Regions from separate parts of the Mus musculus genome. Here all the other regions are linked to region 3. A link is a contact called in public Hi-C data. All regions are on one chromosome and are shown on one strand. Each heading gives the region's core, a stretch centred on a gene start, on an enhancer-like site or on the middle of the called end of the contact. The rest is flanking DNA. Distances are from core to core; before and after follow the strand shown.

Region 1 (2,700 bases), core at 140-2,639, 2.1 Mb before region 3:
GGCACTATTTGGAGGTTTGGCCTTGTTAGAGTAGGTGTGGCATTGTTGGAGGAAGTGTGTCACTGTGGGCATGGGCTTTAGGACCTTCATCCTAGCTGCCTGGAAGCCAGTCTTCTAGTGACTTTCAGATGAAGACTTAGAACTCTCAGCTCCTCCTGCACCACGCCTGCCTGGATGCCGCCTTGATGATAATTGCCTGAACCTCTGAACCTGTAAGTCAGCTCCAATTAAATGCTGTCCTTATAAGAGCTGCCTTGGTCATGGTGTTTGTTTACAGCAATAAAACCCTAATTAAGATGACTTTCCAACCTCCTCAAAACTTCACCAAACGATTCCCATGTTGGAACACAGACTTTTGGATAACCTATATTGGTTTTCTCTGACCATGGCCACATATTTGGCTCCTCTTAACCTCTTTGAGGTAAGTTATTTTATTATTAACATTCCCAAAATATCTGGCATTACGGGCACATGCCACTTCCACTGTTTATGCAGTGCTGGAGATGGAACCCAGGACTGCTCGCACCCTAAGCCAGCATACTGCCAACTGCTATAAGATTATTTTTACTTCCCAGTCACACATAGTGAGCTGTTAGTGTAAACACACCATGAGGTTTGCAAAACAGAAATTTCCTAACCTAGCACATCCCTGTCATTAAGTGACACATGACTGATTCCAAGCATAGCTTCGGAGTCTCATGCCTGTGTTTGAAGTTTTACATTTGAAAAGGGCGGTTAGCTTACAAGCACAGAATTCTTAGTCACCACAGACTTTTTTGTGACTTAAATTTTTCTTTTCTTTTTTTTTCTTTCTTTTTTTTGTGACTTAAATTTTTTTTTCACGAAATAAGAAGTTTTAAGAATGAATTGATATAAACATAGCATAGCCATGTGATACAATATTGTGCATCATTGAAACTATTCTTTTGTTGTTTGGTTTTCCTGGCATGGGGATGAAACCCAGCTGGGTCTCTCACATGGAAAGCCAGAGATCTACCACTGACCTACGCCCCTAGACCGAAAGTGCTGAAGATCAGTTAGTGACAAAAAAGAAAAAGAGGGAAAAAAAATCAGTGAAATCTGACTATGTGAAACCAGGGTCAGTAATTGCAACACTTGGGCTGAGGCCGGGTGACAAGTGCTGGAGACCAGCCTGAGGTACATAGCGACATCGCTCTTTTACCCAGAATACAAACAAACAAAAAAACAAACCCAATAACAACTTTTAAGACAACAGGATTAGCTCTAAAGCCCCTAGCGCAAATCGCTGATATGTAGGCACTGATGACGCATAAATAGCACTTCTTACTGGGGTGGAGTCTGGAATTCATGGAAAGAAGTTATTTTTTTCCCAGTGAGTTTGGGTTTTCGCTGCGAACCGGCGTTGCTTCCAGTAAATGTGAACCACTCACACCTGGGTCGTGGTTGAGGTCTGGAGGGGACCCCAGCGCTCCCTGGAGGTCTCGGGGTGCCGGGCGGCTCCTCCCCACTGGCGGCGGAGAGAGACGGGGCGGGGCACGGAGCCCCAGTCCAGCCCGGCCCAGCCCAGTCCTCGCCAGCGCCCGGAGGCCCAGGCGGATCTCACGGTCCGGAACAGCGCAGGCAAGTGAGGGGGCTGCGGCCGTTGGAGGTGGGGACCCGAGACCGGCGGGGAATGGAAGTGGCCTGGGGCGGCGCTGCGCCCAGGCGCCCGAACTTTTCTGGCACGCGCGGGCCGACTCCGGTCGTGCTCCGGAGCCAGGCTAGGGTCCTTTCGTTCTGCCTGTTCCGGTCTTCACTTTCCATGTGCGCCCGGGCAGGACATATGGCCCGGGCTTGTGGCGCAACCGCATTCGGTGCGCACCCGCGAGCTGACCCGCTTCTTGTAGGGTGCTCCTCTCAGTGGCTGAGTGGCTTGTTTGTCTGAGGACGTGTCCCCCACTCCGGGGCCCCAGAGTGGCCGTGCAGCAAGTGAGAATGGAGGCGGTCATGGTCCTCAGCTGGTGGGGAGAGGGAGGGAGGGAGCCAGCCAGAGGCTTGGAACCCACCCGGGGCTGTTCGAGCTTGCCCTGGCGTCACCAGGCTGCGTAAAAACTGGTGATGAGAATCTGTCTAAGGTGGGGGGTGGGAGGAGGGAGCCCTAGCTCAGAGAAGCCAGCGGGCCAACCTAAGGTCTAAAGAAGAAGCCATTCCTACTCCTAACCTGGCCTGCTCCTGTTCCTTTGCTCTGTAATTCAGAAGCCTACCAGAAAGTACAGTCAAGCTGATGAACTGTGGTTGGTTGGTTGGTTGGTTGGTTGGTTGGTTGGTTTATTTATTTATTTATTTATTTATTTATTTATTTATTTGAGACAGTTTCACTCAGTAGCCCAGTCAAGCCTTGAACTTGTTGCCTCAGATCCTTAAGTGCTGGGAGTATTACAGGTGAAAGCTGTCTTGCCTGGCCCTGGTGACCTCTTTAGGTCAGAATAAAAAATAAAAAAAAAAAAAAAAAAAAAAAAGAAACAGGGAAATGGGAAAAGGGAAAGCAGGTTTGGGAGGGCCAGGAGGGAACCAGAAAAGGAGGAAGGAATGGAAGGCTCTCTGCCAAGGCAGAGCCTGGACTGTCTTCACCAGGTCTTGTTCCCCGGGGCATCCTTCCCCAGTCACTCACTCCACTGTGGCCTATGGGTGGTGGTACCCATGGGGCTGAGGGTCAACCTAAACACCGGATAAGTGGGG
Region 2 (3,052 bases), core at 329-2,828, 3.0 Mb before region 3:
TTTCTAAATGAATGAATAAATGAATGAGTGAATGACCTGGGTCTGGAATCATGGCTTGACAGTAGAAAACTTGCTTTAGCATGTGCAATGCCCTAGGCATACTCAAGCACAGAGGAAAAAAAAAAATCACCCATCAGACCTGGATTCATATTCTGGCTCAAGAAATGGGCAAATTATTTCATCTCTCTCAGCCTCAGTTTACTAGCCTACAAAATGGGGGTGATAAGCTGGCCTGGCAGGAAAGCTATGACCTTCCCCGATCAGGACCCAAATTGCTCTTCAGACCCTGCTAGACAGACATAACATGGAGGCGATTAAACACTATCTAAAATAAAATCATGGAGGAGACGGGATGGAGGCGTGGCTTTAGGAAGGAGTACCAAGAATGAATGGAAGCAGGGGGACATGCCGGTCCCTGCAGGACCCCAAGCCTTACTGTCAGATAGTACTTCATAGGCCTCTGCCACCTCCTTAAATTTTTTTTCAGCAAATTCTTTATTATCCGGGTTCTTGTCTGGGTGCCACTGCAGAGCCTTCTTTCGGTACCTGCAGGAAGTGAGTGCAGAGGGAGGGTCAGGAGACTGATGTAGGCTTTGCCCACCGACTACCCTTTTTGCTTAGTCCAACACCCTTTCACTGCCCCGATCCCAGAATACCTCACGACTGCAGCCTGTATTCAGGGGTTTCTCTCCCTGTGGTGTGCCAGGGATATGAGTAAAAAGGAAAGTCCCTGCCATAAGCCCTTTCTTGGGGTTCTTTTGATAGAGCTATCTATAGCCACAGGGAGAGTGGAGACACTGTCCTGTCTCATAGCCTGGGCATTTTAGCACTGCAACCTGGGCAAGCCCACATGTAGGAGCTGGAGGAGAGGGGAGCTGGGTGTATAGAGGACGCTAAAGAAGGTCAGCTCTTCTTCCCTGGCTGGACTTGGTCTTCGTACTTTCCCAAGGGTCTCCTTCCTCCCTTCAGCCAGACCTCTAAAGGGCCCCTGGCACTCAGGGGGGCGGGGAACAAGGGTCAGAGCCTTTCTGTAACACAGCCGAGGCACTTACGCCTTCTTGATGTCATCAGGGGACGCACTCCGCGGTACGTCTAGAATCTCGTAGTAGGATGCCATGGCAACTCAGCGTCAGACGTCCCTCCTCCAGGCTGCGGGAGAGAAGGGGTCAGGCCGACAGAGGCACCGCAGCTCCGTGCGGCCGCAACCCCGGGCAGGCAGGCGACACTTCGAGGTGGAATCGGGCCGGGGAGCCACGCCTGCGGCCAGTGACTAGGCTCCTTCGCAGCCTTTATCTGGTCCCGCAGGCCGGTGCCCAGGGCTATCTCACGGCAGGAGTGGGGAGCCCTACCCGAACCCCCTAAGTCTAGTAACCCGATCTGAACCCCCAACCTGACCCAGCTGGGACCGCACCTCCTCTGCCGGGAGTCCCGCCCCTGCCCCCCGCAGGGGAACCGCCTAGCACCCGCTGCCCGGCTCGCGGCCACTGCGTACGACACGCCAGGCTGGGTTGTGTGCGCAAGCATGCGTCAGCGCCCTGGAAACTACTAGAGACTCAGAGGGCCGGCTCGGCCGGTCACACGAGGGGGCGGGGGCGGGGGGGGCGGGGGCGCTGCAGGGGCTGCTGGGAGATGAGGGCGGAGCCGTTTATTTTAGTTTTTCACCCAGGCGACGTCATTCCCAGGTGGGACTTAGGAGGCTGAAGTCGGCTATATCTTTCCAGCTATGACGCAGTCTCTCAAACACAGGCAGAGGGGCGGTCCGCAAGCTAGGTGCGGGTCCCCTGTCCTGTCGCTGGCCTCTAAAAGTGCTTCACGATCCCTGAGTACTTCCCCCAGGCCATCACCTCCAAGACTCACCGAGTCTCCTCTGGGCCTAACCCTTCTTCATAGCTTAGCTCCAGTGCTAAGTCTTCAAAAGAGGCTGCCCTGGCTCCCCTGAGTAGGTCAGACCTGCTTTTTATAGAGTCTCGTGGCATTTTCTTCTCCACACTGTCAGAGCCACAAATTAACATTTATTTGATGATCATCTATCTCCCCCAGTAGAATGTAAATTATACAAGGTAAGAATTGTGTCCTCCTTCGTTCGTCATCCCCTTAGTCTTTAGTCAGAATTGAAACGTATCAGTTGGACAGCCGAATAACACTTGGAAGACTTTTAACATTTTTGACCTAGAAAGGGTGAGGTAGAAGAGCCTAGTATGAGGAAATTAGTAGACTCAACGTTTCTCTTCCACAGCTGATCGTAAGTAGATCTATTTAGCCTCAGAATGATTTCTGGATTCAGATCTCAGGAAAAGGGAACCTTCCAGAAGTGGGTCTTGTTTTATTCCATCTGGCCAATTCCTAGACATTAGTGTACTGTTTTCTTAGTAGATGCTGCCAGAAGGTACTAAGAATGTAAAGCTATGGGGATAGCTTAGGGGTAGAGTGCTTGCCCAGCAGCCGCCAGACCTTACTTAGCCTCAATTCCCAGCACTGGGGGAGGGATAAAAAATGGCATGGGATGTCACACACACACACACACACACACACACACACACACACACACAGCCTATCAGCAGAACCCACTGGGAAACTCAGAACTCTGAGAGCAGGGAGACCTGGCCTTGCAACCGGATGCTGCTGTGTGACTTGGGAACATCCAAGGCCTGTTTTCCCCCTTAAGTATAGGTAACACCTAGAGTTGTTAGAAGTCAAATGAAGCATGGTTTATGGAAGCTGTTATTAGCATAATGCTTTCTGGTGTCACACATGACCCAAGCAGGAATGGTTGTATGAGTCCAGTCAGTGTTTCAGGACAGGTGACCTGGGGACATCTCATCAAAGCAACAGCTTGAGCACCAACCAAGGGAAGGCTGCCGTCATTTTGTCCCCTTTTCCTGTCTCCCCACCTTCTGAACTCCTGCCTACATCTAGAGACTTCCTACCTACACTTGGGGAATTTTGGTTGTTTCAGCCTTAATAAGAGATGAAGTATCTACCACAGAACTTTGAGGCTCTTGCTTCCCTGATCTAAGGGTGCAGGCACAAGATGAGTTCTGCCAATGAGAAG
Region 3 (2,911 bases), core at 148-2,647:
TGGAGTGTCTGAAGTACAGTGTACTTACATATCATAAATAAATAAATCTTAAAAAAAAAAAAAAAAGGACTGACTGCTCTTGCGGGGGTCCTGAGTTCAATTCCCAGCAACCACATGGTGACTCACAACCATCTGTAATGGGATCTGATGCCCTCTTCTGGTGTGTCTGAAGGCAGGTACAGTACTCATATATGTACAATAAATAAATAAATCCTTTTAAAAATAATTTATTTCAGAAGAATCTAGGACTCTGACACAACTTCTGTCAGTGAATCATTATTTATAGGTTACTGTACAAAAATAACATACCTAGAGCGGGTCTTTGCTGTGAAAATCAGCATAGGCATAAACAGTCAACAAAATTTTAGCTTTCAGAAAAATTATGCAAGCCTAAGAGTTTTTAATGCCACCAGACTTACATAACTAGCAAGTGTTTTGTGACAGTAAGCTGAAAATAACTTGTCCATCTTAGTAACCTTACAGCCTCACAGCTCTTTCCAGATCAAAAGCTAGACATTATGTAGAATATTATGCAGCAATGTAGAGTGATGTGCAGTAAAACTAACAGGTTGGTAAGAAATCCACGTTGGCCTAATTTCTAGGTCTCTTATTAAACCAGCATTATTCCCCAGAGGGGAAAAAAAGAGATAAAAACCTTAGAGTCTTTCCCACCTAATCACAGTTATTGACCAGTGGATGGAAAGACTGTGTAAAAAAGTAAAGAAGCGAGCTGCTCTGCCTGAAAAGCCTGGTAGTGGAAATATGAAACCTGAATAATAATAAGAAAAGTAAAGCAATAGAAAAAGATCAACTGGCGGCAAGCAGGCGGACTTCCGAGTTAGAGGCCAGCCTGGTCTATCAAAGAGGGGTTAACGAGACCCGGGTAACTACAAAGTAGAAAAGAAGACAGAAAAAGTAACTGCAGCCTGTATTTACGAGCTATAATAGTCCTAAATGTCTTACATTTAACCAACATTGTTCCCCAGAGGGGTTGCACCGTTCCTGGAGGTACTGCAATACCAGGTCGATGCGTGGAGTGGACGGAGCAAGCTCCTATTCCAACTCCTAGTTCCAAAAATCCATTTAATATATTGTCCTCGGATAGAGGACGTATCAGATATTAAACTGATAAGAACAGATACTACACTTGATCTTAGCCAAAAGGCCGAGAAGCGATACCAAATACAGACCACGCAGCCATGCTCTGCGTCCGTGAGACACATTACCTTTGTGGTGACCGCTCGCAACCCTCACTTCCTGCCTCCCCCGCGGTTCCTTCCTCCTCCGATCCGCGTCTGCGCCCTCCACACCTCACTCCCACTCCAGCACCCACGGCTTCAGATTCAACGTCCACGACCCGGGCTCTCCCGGCGTTCCCGAGCGCGCACGCCGAGTATGATTTGCATGCCCCGCCCCCTCGCGAAGGGCGTGACAACACAAGCCCAAATTAGGCCTGTGCACGTCGCCACGCCCCTCGCGTGGAGGCAGGACGTGCAAATCAGCTCTTCCCCGCGGCCTCCGCGATTCACAGGCCGACTCACAGACTATTGCGGTTTGGAATCCACCGGAAATAGAAAGACCTGAAGGGGGCATGTCCACGGCCAGATGCACTGGATAAACTCTGAGGCAGGACGGTGGCTGAAGGGTGGACCTACTGCTCCTAGTTCGCGTTGTCTTAAGACAATCTTCCCTTGTTGAGAGGCTGGCTCCACAGGGAGTCTAGCAGGCTAGTGATTTTCTGTTAGGTGTTTTCACAATGTTGTCAAGGCAAACCTACTTAGGTAAAAACTGTAGTAAATCTTGACCAAAAAAAAAAAATGTCATATATTGAAATCCTTAATAAATTGTGTGATGTCTTTGAACTTTTCTACAGTTTTCAGGCTAAAAAATACCGATGGTTAACATCAAATGCAATAATAATGCAGGGATCGATGATGTTTGGCACGTGGGAGTGAAGAGTGGACAGTCACTACTCTTATTAGCTCCTTGGTACCCAGAACCTTAGATCATTTTCAGTTTAAGGACAGACATAATCCTGAGAGGAATTTACCCCGAAGAGCTGTAGGCTCTGGGCTGGTTCTGTGCCTCTTTGAGTGTTATAGGGAATAAAGCTGGGTAGGATGCTTTCCAACCACTGCCACTGGAAATTGCAGAATGGAGGACCAGATCAGGCAAAGCCTAAACTATATGAGACCCAGCCTCAAGTAAAAGACAATCTGCCAAATATAAAGGGCAAAATACTAAAAGACCAAACTTCTAAATGTGTTTATGTGTAAGTACTCAATATTGTAGGATTTGGGCTTAGAGTTGCCCCCAAGGCTTTGGGACCTCTTATGCCAAACACAAACACCATCCTGATACATCCTATTACAGAGATTTTGTTGTGTTTTCTTATATTTGTAACTTTAAATCACTTTGTAACCATCAACTACTTAATGGATTGTCATTAGCATTTAAATCCTTTAGGTAAAGGTACCAGTGATGGTTTGAATAAGAATGGCCCCCACAGACTCATATATTTGAATGCTCAGTCACCAGGCAGTGGAATGTTTGAAAGGATTACAAGGGTTAGAAGGTGTGGCCTTGTTGGTGGAAGTGTGTCACTGGGTGTGGTCTTTGAGGTTTCAAAAGCCCATGCCAAGTCCAGAATCTTTTTCTGCCCGTGCTCCAGGAATTCGCTCTCAGCTACTGTTCCAGAGCCTACCAGCATGCTTCCCACCACACCATGATGAGATTGGGCCACATCTCTGAAACTGTAAACCCGCCCCAATGAAATGACTTTTCTTACAAGAGTTGCGGGGCGGTGGTGGCACACGCCTTTAATCCCAGCACTTGGGAGGCAGGTGGATTTCTGAGTTCAAGGCCAGCTTGGTCTACAGAGTGGGTTCCAGGACAGCCAGAGCTACACAGA
Region 4 (3,020 bases), core at 22-2,521, 2.1 Mb before region 3:
CCCAGTGAGTCCAAAGTCCCCATTGAGCCTGGGCCCAGAGGCCAGTGTCCCAGGGCTGTCAGCCCCACCGGCCCCACCTCCTTCACCCCGCCCCGTCTCTTTGCAGCGGCCTGTCTAAATTGACAGACCTACCCCCACCAAGCCTCTTCTCTAATCCTTTCTGCCTCCAGGCCACCCCCCCCCCAACCCCCAAAGAGCGAGGAACTGGACAGTGGACAAACCCGGAGTGACTTCCCAATCTTGAAATTCACACAGGGGAGGGAGGGGTGAGCCCCACTCTTGCGAGCCTTAGGGGCTCCGCATAGGCGGGCAGCACCCCTTACAGGGTGGGTGCAAGCGTGCACAGGCCCGAGGCCAACCGGCCTAGCCTGTTGCAGCCTGGGTGTCGCGTGCCCAGCTGGATACAAGGCCCCCAAGTCTGTCTTGCAAGGCTAGGGGCTCTCTGCCTTCGAAGGTGTCGTCTGCACCTCCACGCGTGACGCCCGAGTTTGTGGGAACCTGGCTGTGAGTTAGTTGGCGGGAGATCCCTGCAAGCCTCCCCAGCCCGCTGTCACCTCGGCACCCCTTCCAGACCTCAGCCTGGAGGGGGCGGAGCCTCAGCGGGTGGCCGGGTGGCCGCCTCACCCCCACCTTCTCGTCCCATTGGCGCCAAACTGGGGGAGGGGGTGACGCCCGGGAGCCCGCCAGCCCCTCGCTCGCCTTCTGCCTCAGTTTCCCCACTACGAGAAGCCTCGAGCGCACTGGTGGCGCCAGGCCCCGCCCAGCGCCTCAGACTCTCGCGGAGTTCAAACTCTCTCGGCCGCACTGGCCGGGGCTCGGGCCGGGCCAGGCCGAGGCGCGCGCCCGGGACAGCGGCAGCGACCGCAGCGCGGGGACGGCCCCTAGTCCGGTTCTGCCCTCCCGCCGCCCGCCTACCTTTGCCCCGCAGCGGGCCCCGCGCCTCCTCCTTGCTGATCTGAGTAATGACGGCCGAGCTGTCCATGGGGCCCGGCGCGCTCCGCTCCGGCCGGACTCTGGCCCCGGCGCCCGGCCTCCCCCCCGGCTCGGGCCGGAATCGGGGCGCGGGGGGGAGGGGAGGGTGGGAGGGAGGGATCCCCGCGAGCTTCGGAGGGGAGGGGAGCCAGGTTCTCGGGGGGAGGGGGAGGGAGGGGGCGCGGAGGAAACTTTGTTACAACATGGAGTTTCCTCCCCGCGAGGCGGATGCAAACATGGAACCCGGGCGCCGTTTCAAGGCTTCCCCTTAAAAGGGCAACGGCTTCGGCGCGCCTGGGACTCCGCCGCAGCTTTCATCACTTCTGGGGCCCGGCGGGCTGGGAGGCGGGCCGGGTTGCTGCGGAGATCCAGGGGGCGTCGCCTCTCTTCCTGCGGTGTGCTGGCCGGACCGAGCGTTCTGCGGCTGCGTGGCAGAGCGGACAGCCGTAACCCGCCGCTGCGGGCCACCGAGCCCCGGGACTTGAGGCCCGCCCCAGGCGCCCAGTCGGGGAGTGCCCGAGGACGTCGGGGCTCCACCTCCACGCATTCCAAAGTGCTGACACGATCTGCCTCCGTTTGTTCCTCTGGAAAATGGGATGACGCTAACTTTCTGTAAAATGGGTTTTAGTTTTTTTTTTAATTGAAATATTTTATGTGTATGGCCTGTAAAAATATATATGTTTATGTATGTACTCCACATATTTGTAGTGCACTCTGAGGCCGGACGAGGGCGTCAGATCCCCCTGGAACTGGAGTTAATAGCCGGTGTGGGCCTTAGGAGCGGAAATAGAGTCCTTTTAAGAGTGACATGTGCCCCTGAGCCATTTTTCCAGCCCCTAAAAAATTTAAAGTTATATTTATGTGTGGAGGAGGATACACGTTCTACGAGTGGAGATCAGAAGTTCTCTTCTTCCTCTCTTTGGGAGAGGCATCAAACTCAGGTAGTCAGGCTGGCCAGTAGACACCTTTACCCCCAAGCCTTCTCACCGCCTCTACAATGGGTCTTTTGTCTAACGTTGTGAATATCCCGTTCCCCCCCCCCAAAGGCATTCTTTGCTAGCCCCAGTTATGCAAACTCATCAAATTGTGGAATTGTAGATAGATTGATTTTATTTTTGTGTATGTGTATGAATGCCGGAGCCTTCAATGGCCAGAAGAGGGCGCCATCGCCTGGAGCAGAAGTTGGAGGCAGTGGTTAGCCTTGAGTGCTGGCACCTGAACTCATTCAGGTGGCCTGCATGAGCAGGGACTTCTCTTAACGGCTGATGAACCTCTCCAGTCCTAAATTATGTTCGTGATCCAACTGTAACTATCAGCATTCCCTGCAGTCTCGAGAACATCCCAGGATTGAAAAGTCCACTTCGGCGCCTACCTTTACCGACTGTCCTGTAGCAAATCTCGCCCTCTTCCCCTGCCAAACCCTGGCAGAAGCCGAGCCTCTGCTGCTCAGGGCGCCTTGTATCTTGTACGTGCTGTTCCCTCGGCTTGAAACGTGCCCCTTCGTCCTTGGCAGAGCCAAATCCCATCGAACTAGAAGAAATACCACCTTGTTTAGAGGCCCTCCACCCCCACCCCACCGCCCCTATCTGTGATTATTAGAGGGGCCCCGTCTAGGGCTGGCTGTGCTCCCGAGTGCTCAGGGGACGCCCGCGGAGGGAGGGCCCAGCGCCCGCCCTTGGGCGCCTGAGACCGCAACCGTTCAGATTTTAAACACACGTGTCACCGGATCTGTAGTGACACACCCCAGCCAGAGCCTGAATCTGCGTTTGCATACAGAGCCTTCTCGCAGGAAGCCCCTCAGTTGCGCCGCTCTAGGGCTGCGGTTCGTTTATTTTTATTTTTTATTTTTCCTGTCTTACAAAGTTCCTTTCATTCGCCTTAATTTTAAAAACACGAATGCCCAGCCTTCACACGCACGCCTCACTTCCTCCCCTGGGCCCTGTGGCCGGGTGTGGTGGGGTGGGCGTCCTGTGGCTTCCCAGCAGATAGCGGGCTGGGAGCTTGGCCCCTGCTCTGCGTGCGCACGAGCAGCGAGTGTGGGGCGCTGA

The links. A called contact is a pair of places that touch in the nucleus more often than the background predicts.
Region 1: a contact with region 3 is called in a Hi-C map of B cells, with 5 read pairs. The contact joins the promoter of Tmbim1 here to the promoter of D230017M19Rik in region 3. A contact is called at or near these places in 2 of 39 promoter capture datasets (both in embryonic stem cells), 1 of 484 Hi-C or Micro-C datasets (B cells) and 2 of 115 datasets of contacts at active chromatin or transcription factors (embryonic stem cells and extraembryonic endoderm stem cells).
Region 2: a contact with region 3 is called in a Hi-C map of B cells, with 6 read pairs. The contact joins the promoter of Dnajb2 here to the promoter of D230017M19Rik in region 3. A contact is called at or near these places in 1 of 484 Hi-C or Micro-C datasets (B cells) and 1 of 115 datasets of contacts at active chromatin or transcription factors (embryonic stem cells).
Region 4: a contact with region 3 is called in a Hi-C map of B cells, with 5 read pairs. The contact joins the promoter of Ctdsp1 here to the promoter of D230017M19Rik in region 3. A contact is called at or near these places in 1 of 484 Hi-C or Micro-C datasets (B cells) and 2 of 115 datasets of contacts at active chromatin or transcription factors (embryonic stem cells and pro-B cells).

The regions. Positions count from the first base shown.
Region 1 is chr1:74,303,025-74,305,724 of GRCm38.p6, reverse strand. It overlaps Tmbim1 (transmembrane BAX inhibitor motif containing 1), which reads left to right and starts at 1,389. Exons shown (of 12, transcript NM_027154.5): 1 at 1,389-1,602. The region is part of intron 2 of Pnkd (paroxysmal nonkinesiogenic dyskinesia); the gene reads right to left.
Region 2 is chr1:75,234,949-75,238,000 of GRCm38.p6, reverse strand. Dnajb2 (DnaJ heat shock protein family (Hsp40) member B2) reads right to left here and starts at 1,578. Exons shown (of 9, transcript NM_001159883.1): 1 at 1,412-1,578; 2 at 1,053-1,149; 3 at 437-546. The coding sequence starts at 1,117.
Region 3 is chr1:72,242,479-72,245,389 of GRCm38.p6, reverse strand. It overlaps D230017M19Rik (RIKEN cDNA D230017M19 gene), which reads right to left and starts at 1,397. Exons shown (of 4, transcript NR_155355.1): 1 at 1,227-1,397. Gm24497 (a small nuclear RNA gene) reads right to left here and starts at 1,177; the gene lies at 987-1,177.
Region 4 is chr1:74,389,860-74,392,879 of GRCm38.p6, reverse strand. It overlaps Ctdsp1 (CTD (carboxy-terminal domain, RNA polymerase II, polypeptide A) small phosphatase 1), which reads right to left and starts at 1,271. Exons shown (of 7, transcript NM_153088.2): 1 at 916-1,271. The coding sequence starts at 982.